4 separate regions of the Sus scrofa genome follow, and regions 2, 3 and 4 are each linked to region 1. Evidence: chromatin contacts called from public HiChIP or PLAC-seq data. All regions are on one chromosome and are shown on one strand. Each heading gives the region's core, a stretch centred on a gene start, on an enhancer-like site or on the middle of the called end of the contact. The rest is flanking DNA. Distances are from core to core; before and after follow the strand shown. Region 1 overlaps TNRC6B (trinucleotide repeat-containing gene 6B protein). Region 2 overlaps TNRC6B (trinucleotide repeat-containing gene 6B protein). Region 3 holds the start of TNRC6B (trinucleotide repeat-containing gene 6B protein). Region 4 overlaps TNRC6B (trinucleotide repeat-containing gene 6B protein).

What was found. HiChIP or PLAC-seq counts read pairs in DNA pulled down with a chosen protein or histone mark.
Region 2: a contact with region 1 is called in an H3K27ac HiChIP or PLAC-seq map of skeletal muscle. The contact joins two enhancer-like sites. A contact is called at or near these places in 1 of 47 Hi-C or Micro-C datasets (embryonic fibroblasts) and 1 of 2 datasets of contacts at active chromatin or transcription factors (skeletal muscle).
Region 3: an H3K27ac HiChIP or PLAC-seq map of skeletal muscle shows a contact between it and region 1. The contact joins the promoter of TNRC6B here to the enhancer-like site in region 1. A contact is called at or near these places in 2 of 5 promoter capture datasets (fetal liver and fetal skeletal muscle), 5 of 47 Hi-C or Micro-C datasets (embryonic fibroblasts, epiblast stem cells, heart right ventricle and 1 more) and 2 of 2 datasets of contacts at active chromatin or transcription factors (alveolar macrophages and skeletal muscle).
Region 4: a contact with region 1 is called in an H3K27ac HiChIP or PLAC-seq map of skeletal muscle. The contact joins two enhancer-like sites.

What each region holds. Positions count from the first base shown.
Region 1 is chr5:8,083,926-8,087,206 of Sscrofa11.1, forward strand. TNRC6B (trinucleotide repeat-containing gene 6B protein) reads right to left here. Exons shown (of 26, transcript XM_021092847.1): 17 at 3,241-3,281; 18 at 2,919-3,102. Among named protein-coding and RNA genes, the nearest start is that of ADSL, 40 kb to the left of the region's middle. Within about 2 kb of position 1,961, at least 2 of the 83 cell types and tissues checked have an H3K27ac peak or open chromatin away from gene starts, as enhancers often do. A contact at or near this core is called in skeletal muscle, where this site is marked.
Region 2 is chr5:8,267,329-8,270,647 of Sscrofa11.1, forward strand. The region is part of intron 1 of TNRC6B (trinucleotide repeat-containing gene 6B protein); the gene reads right to left. Among named protein-coding and RNA genes, the nearest start is that of TNRC6B, 42 kb to the right of the region's middle. Within about 2 kb of position 1,368, at least 3 of the 83 cell types and tissues checked have an H3K27ac peak or open chromatin away from gene starts, as enhancers often do. A contact at or near this core is called in skeletal muscle, where this site is marked.
Region 3 is chr5:8,309,580-8,312,713 of Sscrofa11.1, forward strand. It overlaps TNRC6B (trinucleotide repeat-containing gene 6B protein), which reads right to left and starts at 1,485. Exons shown (of 26, transcript XM_021092847.1): 1 at 1,459-1,485. The coding sequence starts at 1,470. It overlaps LOC102162756 (a long non-coding RNA gene), which reads left to right and starts at 2,386. Exons shown (of 2, transcript XR_001305237.2): 1 at 2,386-2,612; 2 at 3,009-3,134.
Region 4 is chr5:8,248,912-8,251,990 of Sscrofa11.1, forward strand. The region is part of intron 1 of TNRC6B (trinucleotide repeat-containing gene 6B protein); the gene reads right to left. Among named protein-coding and RNA genes, the nearest start is that of TNRC6B, 61 kb to the right of the region's middle. Within about 2 kb of position 1,665, at least 39 of the 83 cell types and tissues checked have an H3K27ac peak or open chromatin away from gene starts, as enhancers often do. A contact at or near this core is called in skeletal muscle, where this site is marked.

The sequences.
Region 1 (3,281 bases), core at 711-3,210:
GTGGGTTAAGGATCTGGTGTTGTCCTGAGCTATGGTACAGACTCTACTCAGATCTGATGTTGCTGTGGCTGTGGCACAGGCCAGTAGCTGTAGCTCTAAATGGACCCCTAGCCTGGGAACCTCCATATGCCGCAGGTACAGCCCTAAAAAGCAAAACAAAACAAAACAAAAAAAAACCAAAAAAATTCTATATACAATGTGATATATATATATACATATTTTGGCTGCATCCATGTCATGTGGAAGTTCCTAGGACAGGAACCAGACCTACAGCACAGCAGCGACTTAAGCCACAGTAGTGACAATGCTGGATCTGTAACCCACTGAACTACCAGGGAACTCCAAACATTTTCTATATATTTAATAAATGTTAGAAACTACAAATCTGTTTTTTTTTTTTAACAGATTTGTATCCAACACATAATTTTACTTTTTATTTTTATTTTTTTGCTTTTTAGGGCAGCATCTGCCTAACACAGAAGTTCCCAGGCTAGGGATGGAATCAGAGCCGCAGCCGCTGCTCTATGCCACAGCCACATCAATGTGGGATCCAAGCCTCGTCTTCGACCACTACAGCTCACAGGAACGCTGGATCCTTAACCCAATGGGTGAGGCAAGGATCAAACCCACCTCTTCATGGATATTAGTCGGATTCATTACCGCGGAGCCACAATTGGGAGCTCCTAATTTTACTTTTTAATAAGAGGCAGAAAATAGTAAAGATGTTATAGAAACTGTCATTAAAATAACTACATCATGATTAATTTATTTTTTATTTTTGGGCCGAACCCACAGCATATAGAAGTTTCCGGGCCAGGGACTGAATCTGAGCTGCAGCCGTGACTTCCCTCTGCAGCTGCAGCAGTGGCGGATCCTTAACCCACTGGGCCATATCGGGAACTCCAATACAAATACATCATGATTTTAGGTTTTTAACAACTAATTGATCAATACGCAGTCTAAAAGGAATCACATAAAAGTTGATCCACTAGGCTCTACCTGACGCACTGTGAAAACGTCTATTTCAAAGGGTCAGCCTCACTAACCTATATTGCTCAAGCTGTTCAGAGGTGCTCTTCCTTCCAACTAAGCCATGCCCGGGGGAGGAGAGCCTCAGCTCTCAAGGCCTGAAAAGGACTGTGTTCTTTCAACACATGAGAAAGTGCTTGTGGCTTCCAGATGCTGTCTTTGCTGTACACGGCTGGATTCTGCCTCAAGAACTGTGCACTCTGACAAGAGGGGATGGCGGAGAAGCAGAGCTGCTCGGCTTTACTACACGTGCCCTGTCTAAATTCACCAGCACATCCCAGTTCTTACGGCAGGCCTCATCCCTAGCAGAAACCACGAGGCAGAAGGTAGAGACTAGAAACCCAGGGGTGACAGCGCCTCTATTAGTCATCACAGGGGGCTTTGTCAGTGTCCAGAACCCCAGAGAAGCTTCCTCTGATAAGGAGTGGGATGGCAGACAGTCCTTTTATGTCAAGTGGAAGAAAGTTTGAGGGTTTTTTTTGTTTTTTTTTTTTGCTGTTTGTTTTTTTGCCTTTTAGGGCCGCACTCATGGCATATGGAGGTTCCAGGCTAGGGGTCCAATCGGAGCTACAGCTGCTGGCCTACGCCAGAGCCACAGCAACGCCAGATCCCAGCCACGTCTGCAACCTACACCACGGCTCACGGCAACGTCAGATCCTTAACCCACTCAGCGAGGCCAGGGATCAAACCCGCAACCTCATGGTTCTTAGTCAGATTCGTTAACCACTGCGCCACAACAGGAACTCCGAAAGTTTGAGTTTAAAAAGTCAGTTGTTGGGCAAATCATTTTGAAGAAAAAGTCCAGTTGGTGGAACTTGAGGATCTGAGAATTAATTCCCTTAAAAGGGTATCCAGGATCAAGGAGTCCTTGGAGCCTTCGCTCTTCTCTGTACGTGGCCTCCCCAGTAGGAAGCGGGTACCCCACTCCAGGGGGGACCCTCACAGAGCACAGGGACATTTGCCCAGGGTCACTTTGTCACCTAAGAGGAGGGACTTCAAGCCTCCTCAAACGCTTGTTTTTGAGTCTGCAGAGAAAAGTATGGTCTTTACCAAAATAAAATCGAAGTGTTGTCAGTCTGAGAAGAAACCTGCTGTGGTGTGTGGTACCTTTTTAACTTTCAAATTTTATTTTTAAGTCACTCTTGCCTCACTGATTGGATTCTGCTTACAACATGTTCCCCAGTTCCGAACGGGCTACGATTTGCCTGCCAACAAATTCTTGATGAATGTCAAAGGTATAACCTTACTTGTGCTAATTCTATTTAAATCAGACGAAATACTAATAGAAGAAGAATTTTATCAGTTTGCCTTATAATTTTTGTTCCAAATTTTTTCAGGAGAAGGTAATTTTATCAGTACAGCAAAAACGCCTCAACTTGTATATAATTTAACAGATTATAAACTCAGACGTGTGAAGCACTTACAGAAGGTACAAATGTTTAACTGGCTTTTAAAAATTCCTGGTGGTAGGAGAGCTGATTTCCCTTTGTAAGTAACAAAAGACTGATCTGGACCCAGAGAAAGTGGAGTCCTGTCTCTGCTATTTGCTAACCGTGTGGTGAGCTTTAGGAAACCGCTGAAACTCTAGGAGATGGGTAACTCAGCTACCTCATCTCTAGACAGGGCTGAGAATGTTTACCTGCCTCGCACAGCTGTGAAAACAGCGTAATGTAGACCCCAAACCAAGGCTAGGAACATGACTGCTATATCGCTCTTTTTTTTTTTTGGCTGCACCTGTGGCATGCAGAAGTTCCCCAGCCAGGGACTGAACTTGCGCCACAGCAATGACCTGAACCACAGCAGTGACAACACCGGATCCTTAACCTGCTAGGCCATGAGGGAACTCCCAGATATTTTCCGACAGGCAGTTTTCATTACGAACAACTTACCAGAACCATATCCAGGTATTGGCCCTTTGGTTTGAAGGTCTGGGAGCCCCACATTCAGAGCGTTGGGTACCATGTTGTCCAGATGCGGCTTGGGCCCAACGGGATGAGATGGTGAGTGCTTCATGCTTGGTTGCCTCTGCTGCTGCTGCTGCTGCTGCTGCAGTGCACTGACCATTCGAGCCAGCTGGGGGTAAGGAGGCCCAGGCAGAAACGAACACAAGATAAGCCAACATCCTGAACTTCACATTCCATTGGTTTTTGCTATCAGAGGTTTGGCTGAGACGCACACAGGGCACTAGAGGGACCTCCCAGCACCACATACCTGCTGCTCTTGCTGCTGACGCACGGCTTGAGAAAGCTTTC
Region 2 (3,319 bases), core at 118-2,617, 180 kb after region 1:
AGATTAAGAAAAACAGGATTTCTATCTATTTGACCTCAAAATGAAAGAGGACCTTTTGTAAATGCTACATACATTCTGATTAGCATCTATTAAAAAGTTAGACATGGTCAGGCACATACAGCCTTCACCACTGAGAGGAACCTGAACTCCTCCAAGAAACAGCGGATTCAGATTTGGGGCAGAAAATGCACAAAGGAAGTCCTGGACATCCTGAGTATCAAAAAGGAAGGGTGCCACCTACAAAAAATCTTCAGAGGTCAATCTGAAGAGGATCCTCCCACTAGTTAGGAATGGGGCATCAGAAGCATCAATAAAAATAAGCGCTGCAATGGACCCACATGCATCAAACATGCTAAAGAGCCATGAGTTCATAACACTAAAACCTCATAATAACAACAATAGAAAACCCCACCGGTCTCCTTTGGATGATGCTAGGGAACCAACTTACTGTTTTGAAAACTGGTAAGGAAAGGGGAAAGAATCAAGCATTTAACCTGCCCTTCCAGAGTGATGTGAACCTCAGATTAACCAGAGTCATATGGGGAAGGCTGTCTAGCTAATTAAGGAAGAAACACGACAGAATTAGAAGATCCCCATTTCGCAACATAAATTAACACAGCGAGGCACTGATCTCCAACACCTGTTAACGTCACTGTAAGATGAGGCAACTGCTGTCTACGCCTCCTAATGGAAGTGGACACCACCTCATGTAAAGTATTCTTGCCAAAGGAGAAGAACCTGGGCTGGATCAAGCCTCTAGTTGTAACTACCAGTTTGCAAGAAACAGAAGCTAGAGGAACATGTTAAACACACCATGGGGATGCAATTAGCAAAAACCAGGTGAGAAACTAATAGAAAGCCAAGTTTATTTTTTAGGTAAGTTGAGAGGAAGGAGAGAGGGAACCCTACAAATAAAAAAAAAAAAGAGGAAATATATTAATTGTATTAATTAACATATTAATCAAACATATTAACCAAGTACACTGGTCCTTGTCTGGATCCTGAAACAAATCAAATTTACAAAATCAGGGGAAACGTGAACACTGATTTTTTGGTGTGATACTAAGGCATTCTTATTTTTTAGATGTGATAACTGTATTATGCTTAAAAAAAAAAAAGAGTCCTTAGCTTTTAGAGACAGATATCAGAATATTAATGAATGAAAGATATGTGAGGCCATAGCCTCTGGAGGTCTGTCTAGGGCTGGAAGCTCTCCTTCCACCATGGCCCCCTCCCATGGTGGCTGTCAGCTGGAGGCCTCAGTGCCTCAAGCTCACCACGTGAACCCTTCCACAGGCTAGTGTAATGTCCTCACAACATGGCAGGCTGCCTTCCTTCAGCTGAGTGGTCTAAGAGAGACACCAGGAGCTGCGTGTCTTATGACCTAGCGCTGGAAACTCACACCACGAGGGCTTCAACAGCTCACTGGTCACACAGGTTGGCCCCACTCAATGAGGGAGAGGATTACACAAAGGCCTGCCAACGAGAGGGTCCTTAGGGAGGTGGGCTACCACAGTATGGCGCAGAAGCTCCTGACCGGGACTTTCAAAACCCTTCACCCTCCTACGCCCCTCCAACCTCATTTCATTTCATTTCACTTCACCCTTTCTTGGTTGAATAGGCTCCGGCTTACTGGCCTTCCTTCTGTTCTTCAGAGGTAAAGAGTTTGTACCCAGTTTACAACCTTTGTACTAGTTGTTCCCTCTGCCAGGATTATTCTCTCTGCCCATCATCTGATCATTCCGATTTGACCATAAATGTCACCTCCTCAGAGAGGCCTTCCCTGGCCTCTCAGTCTGAAGAAGCTGTCTATCCCCTTTCTATCCCAGAGTCTAATTTTAATTATTTGCACAACACTTACCACTGTCAGATTTTTTTTTTTTTTAATGGCCACACCCACGGCATGTGGAAGTTCCCAGGCCAGGGACTGAATCCAAGTCACAGCTACAGCTGTGGCAATGCTAGATCCTTTAACCCACTGTGCCAGGCAGGAGAGCGAACCTGGACTTCTGCAGGGACTCAAGCCACTGCAGTCAGATCCTTAACCCACTGCGCCACAGCGGGAATTCCACTATCTGATATTTTGGCATATCTGGCTCAGTGTTAAACTCTCCAGCACACTTGGTGATCTCACTCAACATAACGTCAGCATCCAAATGGGTAGCCCAGGCAAACACCCTGCCTCTCAGTTCTGAAAACCCCTCCGCTTCAAGGACCTTCTCCTTCCCTTGGCCTCAGCCACATCCTCCATCACACCAAACTCCATCCACTACCTGATCCCTCCAGTTCACTTGCTCAAGTGCCCCCATGAAAACGACTTTTCAGTTGCTGTGAGACTTTCGATTCCTTGACCCTATCTTCCCTCTCTCAACCTTTTCTCTTTATCTAGCTTAGATTTCAGTGTGTGTGTGTGTGTGTGTATGAACTTCCATATACCATGTGTGTGGCCCCCCAGTATACATATATTTTATAAAAAATATATAATATACATTTAATTTCATATACAACATACATGAATATATATAAGATATATATGTGTGTGTGTGTGTGTGTGTATTTTTTTTTTTTAGGGCCACACACACTGCATATGGAAGTTCCTAGGCTAGGGGTCAAATCGGAGCTGTAGCTGCTGGCCTACGCCATGGCCAAGCAATGCCAGATCAAAGCCTGTCTGCAACCTACACCACAGTTCACGGCAACATTGGATCCTTAATCCACTGAGCAAGGCCAGGGATCGAACCAGCAACCTCATGGTTTCTAGTCAGATTCATTTCCTCTGTGCCACGACAGGAACTCCCTAGTATGTCCCTTCTTAAGAAACAAACAAAAATGCTTTTTTGATCCCACATTGCCCTTCAGGTACAATTCCCTTTCTCTACTCTCTTCATGGCCAAATTATGTTCAAGTGGTTAAGTAAGTAAGTAAATAAACACTATCTGCATTTTCTCACCCCCATTCACGTTCTGGTCAATCCATCCCAATGAGACTTCTGCCTCCACCACCAGAATATCCATCCTGCCAATTCAATGAATAGTTTATGCCATCATCCTACAGGGTCTCTTGCAGCACTAAATTCTGCTAATTTTTCCTCTTCTCCCTGAAATAATCTCTGGATTTCATTGAACCAATTGTTACTGAATACTAGCCCTGGCCAGGAACTTTCTAGGCATTGGCTGGGGACACAGGGCTTCTGTGGCATCTCACTTCGCTGGTTTTCCTGCTATGTATTTGACTCCTCTTATTTCTCATGTTCATTCTCCTCTGACCTATTCTCTAAATGTTAAGTAATAAGTAATTCAGAACTTAATACCAAGGACCT
Region 3 (3,134 bases), core at 235-2,734, 230 kb after region 1:
TAGTAAGTTAAGGATCCAGCATTGTCATTGCAGCGGCTAGGGACGCTCCAGCAGCATGGCACAGGTTTGATCTCTGGCCCAGGAACTTCCACATCCCTCCGGCACAGGCACGGCCAAAAAACGAACAAAAAACCAGTTAAGAACTAAGAAACTATAAAGCCATCATTATCATCATCACTGCATCCCACGTGAAACAAGCCGGTCTGATTTGTACTCCGGATTCTAGCCTTAGCGTAGCAACCTACTACATTCACATCTCCACTACCTACCTACAAGGATACTGCACACTGTAGAGGTGCCAAGGTGCTGTAAGTTCTGCTTTTTAACAGACATTTACATAACATCACCAAAAGAATAAACAAAGTTTCAAAGCCAAGATGCTTCTCCAAATCAATAGGAAACTATCATTCTACTGAAATTCCCTGCAAGTAAGAAGTAAATAGCTTCTATTGTTAAACTTTCACAAAATACAAGATATGAGGTATCAAAACATTTGTTTGCTTAACTGCTGGGGGGGGGCAAAATTAATGACATTTTATTCACTTACTATGGAGAAACATCTCTGGCCAATTCTGTTGTATGATGCTGCTTATACTGCAATACAAAGGAGCAACTTGAAATTCACCTTATCTCTCACTCAATCTCTAGCGCAGATGCTAAAAAGTAATAAAACAGCCAAAAGATACAAAGATACATGAGAAAGCAAGGAGCCTGAAAAGACCCAGATAGTATTCTGTGCTCAAAGATATGAGGATAGGTTGGTCCTTAAAGTGCCCGACTAGAGGCTACTGGCTGTCTTCAGCCTCTACAGTGTATTTAAGCCCACTGTGGAAACCGGCTAGTTTGAAGCCACAGGGCGCAGGACCAGGGGACAGCAGAAAACACCTCGGGCTGAACGTCCTCTGCCAGTCCCCTCCTTTCCCCGTGGAGAGTGAATCGCCTCTGGAAGGTGGCCACACTCAGGGCTCTGGGGTGAGGGATGGGGGCGGGATCCCCCGGTCCGGGATGAGCAGGGGAACGCATTCGCTCCGTCACGCAGGTCTTGCACACAGGTGGGGACCGAGAGGCTGAGGCCTGCCGCCTCCCTCTGCCACTGCCTGGCAGGGGCCCCGACGCGCCTCCGCGGGCCTCGGCTCTTTGCCACTACCGGGACCCCTCCCCGCCCCGAGGTCCCCCGGCGACGAGAAGCGAACTCGATCGACCAGCCCACCCGGAAGCCCTCCCCCAGCTCACACCTGCCGGCGCGTGACGCCCAGAGCCGCGCGTGCGCGCCCGCCCGGCCCTTCCATTCCCAGCGCCCCTTCCCCGCGCGCGGACGTCGACCGCGTCCCTCCCCGCCCTGGGGTCAAACCCACCAGACGCCCGCCCCACGGAGCGCGCGCCCAACGCCGCCGCCCCCGCCTGCCCCGCGCGCGCGCTCACGCCCCTCCCGGCCCTCTCCCCGCCGCGCGCGCTCACTCGCGAGGACATGCACACGCTGCGCCTCAGCTTGACAGGCCGGCCCCGCGCGGCGCGCTCCCGCGGGCGTCCTCACCCACCCGGCCGCCCGACTCTGACTGGGCGGTGAGCGGGGGAGGGGAAGGACAGCAGTGGCCGTCGGTCCTCACTCACCGCCGAGCCGTGCCCGCTCCGAGTGCGCGGCGTTCCGCTGTGAGGCGATGCGCTGCGAGGCGCGCGGTCCCCGCTTCTCCGCAGGCTATGGAGGCGACGTAGTAGGGAGACTGAGGGGCTCGGGGGGGAGTCACTCCCTCCCGCTTCACCTCCGAGAAACACGGGGACCCCAGAAACTAAAAACAAAATAAACAAACTTTCCCCTCCGCCTCCCTCCCCCAAAACCACAACACAAACACTCGGGGGCCCGCCCAGAGCCCCATTCCATTGGCCGCAGGAAGGATGCTGCCGGCCGTCACTGGCTGCCTTCTATGCCCGTCAAGCTGCTGTTCCGCCCCTCCAATTCCTCGCCGCTGCCGTCGCCCCTCATTGGTTAAGTGCGTTCCGTTTGACGAGCTAGGATTGGCTACGCTGCCTGCGCCAATCATTAGGGGACACACCCCCTCAGCATCCCAGAGGCCGCTTCCTCCGTTGCGGACTGGGAGAGGCGAAGGGGAAACTAGAGCATGATGGCGGCCGAGCTCACTTGGCGCAACCATCGCCTTTTTTCTTTTATTTGCTCATTAGTGCCTCGGCCTCGCGCTGTTTCCCCTAAGGTCCTCTCTCTATCCACTACTGCCTAATAACGGAATCTATACGTCCCGGCTCCTTGATTTATCCCCTCCGAAGTGCTGAGTGTGGGCTGGTTGTACGTCATTGGACTGTTGGAATGTCACTCCCTGGTCAAATCCTCAAACTATTGGTGGGACGGCAAGAGAGCCCGTCCAACAACAAGAGCTAGTGCCATTGGTTTGTCTCCACCGAGTTCTTTCCTGGTACCTTATTGGGCTAAAAGGCGCGTCGGTCAGATCTGGATTCGTTTTGCTACGGTTGTTTGCTAGGGAGTTTAGATGACTCTGGTCGTTTGGCCTGTAGTTGACTGTAATAACGACTGCTATTTATTGCGTGCCTACTTTGTGCCAACTATGCAGAGATCTTTACAGGGACTATTGGTTAAACCCGTGAGTTTTATATTCTAAATTTTACCGATAGGAAACCAGGGCTCCAGAGCGGCTGGGATATTTGCCCAAGGTCACCTAGGTGGGAAGTAGTAGACCGGCATTTGGTCCCAGGTCTGTTTGACTCCATTGCCTTAGCTCTTTTCGCTTTTAGTGCCTTTACCTTAGCCTAGAATTGTACCCATCAGCCAACCCAACATCGTCAAAACATTTCATTCAGAACCTAAGCTCCTCAGTCAGCTTGTAGAGGTGACATTGTTGGGGACTGAGGCTGTGAACAGGTTGTCATTGCCTCCACCACATCCTCCTCTCCAGCACCCACTTCTGTCCACCCTAAATTAAAACAGTCTTGATGTTTCCTGATCAGAAGCTTATATACCTTTGTGTTCATTTTCTCAGCTTTATAAATAAATGGACACTTCTACCAACCTTCTGTTTCAAGCGGACCCCCCTGCCATCCATCTCCAGCTCACTCTTGGAGAGAGTACGCAGGAGCTGGAAATAAGGAAAGAGTCTAAAAGACAA
Region 4 (3,079 bases), core at 415-2,914, 160 kb after region 1:
TGTGACCTACACCACAGCTCACGGCAACATCGGATCCTGAACCCAATGAGCAAAGCCAGGGATCAAACCCACATCCTCATGGATACCAGCTGGATTTGTTACAGCTGAACCACAATGGGAACTCCCCGATAAACTCTTATGAAATAAAAACATACATTTGGAGGGGAAAATAAAGTTAACTGAATACAATACTCTCAGTTTACTCAAATACGGATGCTGCTTGTCAGTTATAACAGTATATTCAGGGCCATTAGTACAGATTCCACTCATTCATTCACTCAGGGAATGAGCCCCCTGCCAGGTATCATGCTCTGGGTTCTAGACACACCACGGTGAAGTTACACAAGGCTCTCAGGGCAGTGTGCCACTTACATGGATCCACAGACTTCCAGGGAGAAGCTGTGAAGACACTTTGGGACTGAAAGCAGGACCCTGGCATAAAGGTGTTAAATTTATTCTTACGTCTTGTAAGTCGGGGGGGGGGGGTTGTCTAATAAAAACAAGCTCTGTCTGAAGCAGGGATGAAGCAAAAGGGATATGCCCCACCGTCAACTACTAATTCAATTTCGTTAAAGGAACTATATGCCTTCTAGCTTAATCCAGGACAACGTGTCCATTCTTCACCAGAAAGGGCTTCAGAAAGTCAAGTTACCTTCTGAGGCGCCACACAAACTGCATGTCACTTGGCAGTGGGGGAGGGAGGGTGGGGAATAGTGACTGCCAGCTACAGGAACAGCAGATTCAACACAACCAGCGTTCCCTTTTCCAAATGCTTACGAAACACCCAGGACTTTGCTTGGCGTTTTCAGAACAACGGCCTCTGGCCAGGTTTTACTGCAATTGTTGGCCACACAAGAATTTAAACAAATTAACACGCTTGGCTTTTGTACCCAATTTATTGACGACCTAGGATCACAAAGCCTTTATTCTTTTCCACTATTGTATATTAATTTTATGTCGTTTTAAAAAAATCAAATAGCGATTTCTATTAAGGTTGTTCACAAAATTTCAAATGTGTGTTGATTCTCCATTAAACCCATGAGGAAGGGAAATTTTAATATTGATATTGAAGATAATAACATGAATAACCATTAACTATTTATGCTATGCTCAGTCATATACATCATGGACATCTCAAAAAACTCTCACAATCCCTGTCCTTAGAGGTCTTACACTGTTGATAAGGAGAAGAAAACTAGCACACAAAGCAATTCCACAAAAACTAAGCACTAAGCTGTGTGGCACAGAAGTTTTGAGGATGCAGAGAGAAGAGTAGGCTGGACAATCTGGGAAGCCTTCAGAAATTAAGATTCTAGCTGGAACTGACAGGATTTAAAGCAGTGATTCTCAAACTTTGTAGTCTCAGGATCCCTTTACATTCTTAAAAATTATTGAGGACTCCCAAAAGCTTTTGTTTATGTGGGTTGTAATTATCAGTATTTACTGCATTAAACATTAAAAGTATGAAAAATCTAAAACACTTATTCGTAAAAATTTAAACATACGATAAATGATTACGTGTTAACATTTAATTTAGAATATTTTAAAGGATAAAAAATTTGAGAAAAGCACCACTTTCACATTTTTGCAAATATCTGCAATGTTTTGCAAACATCAGACAACAGCTGTATCCTAGTCTCTGCTCTGGCATTCCGTCTTTGGCAGTATCACATGTCATGCTGCCTCTGGAAAACTCTCTCTGTACACCCCTGGGAGGGAAAGAGTTTATTTATTTATTTATCTTGGCTTCATTTATTTATTTAATCTGTTTGTCTTTTTAAGGTCACACCCTCGGCATATGAAGGTTCCCAGGCTAGGGGTCGATTTGGAGCTGTAGCTGCCGGCCTACACCACAGCCAGAGCAACACCAGATCTGAGCCGCATCTTCGACCTACACCACAGCTCACGGCAACACCAGATCCTTAACCCACTGAGCGAAGCCAGGGAGTGAACCCGCAGGAAGGGAAAGAGTTGAAAAGGCATATGTTCTCTTAGTGCTATGAAACAGTTGTGATTTCAGGGACCCCCTGAGAGGGTATGGATGAGGGGTAGGGAGGGAACCGCAGGCCATGCTTTGGGGAATCATTCATTTCAAAAGGGAAAGAAGATGATATAAGCCAGGGCTGGGCAGGAAGGAAGTGTGGGGCTCCAGAGCCCTAACTTTCAAGTACAAAACACGCCTAGAATCTTGGCCACAACCAGGCTCACCTCCATGGTGGACCTCAGAGGCAGAAAAGGCAGGGCAGGGGGGGCCGGAAGCCCCTCCCTCAGGCTGCAGGGGGCCGTCTGGGACTGTGGGGAGGGGGGGAGAGGCCCCGCTGCCCGGCAACACTCCCTGGAGGCCTGTCAGGCTTTCCTCTCTGGCATCTACACTGCTCTCTGCCTAGAAGCTGTAAATGGCTCCCGAGAAGCTGCCTTGCTATGGATTCCCCAGGCTGTTTGCTAATTGCAAGATCATCTCACTGCCACGGTCTCGAATTCTCCAGACATGTCTTGATCTGGCTGCCTTAAAAAGCACACTCAACATCAGCCACGTAGCTGGTTTCTGCAGGCCGTTCCTGTGCATCCGGAGCAGTGTAAAAACAGTTCCTGGAGCATCGTGTCAGGGATCTAGTTGCCATGAACTGAAAACATTTGCTTCATATTTTGTGGCACAAACTAAAAGCATTCTAGATGGCGGTTGGCATACAGTCCCTCTCTAGCCAAAAATGAGGTTAAATATGCAGACAGATGGAGAAAGGCGGAGGGGCTGTCCATTACCATGGTTAAACTGTTTTAGCATCCATGTTCGATAATGTATAATCACAGTAAACTTATAAATTAAAAAAAAATAACGTTCTAAAATGATCCTGCAACAAATACAGTTGTTCATTTTAGGTAGCAAGCTTTAAGCTATCTGACAGTATTTTAAAGCTGAGAGAAGCATGGACTAAACAGAAGCTTCTTTTTTCAGTTTTTTAAATAAAAAATAGTATAAAAATAAAAGCAATCATGAATCTATACAGTTTTTCAGTCTTTTCAATTTTTTTTTTTTTAGTAAACATATTTATTAAGACCCCTTTACAGAAGAGAACAGGAC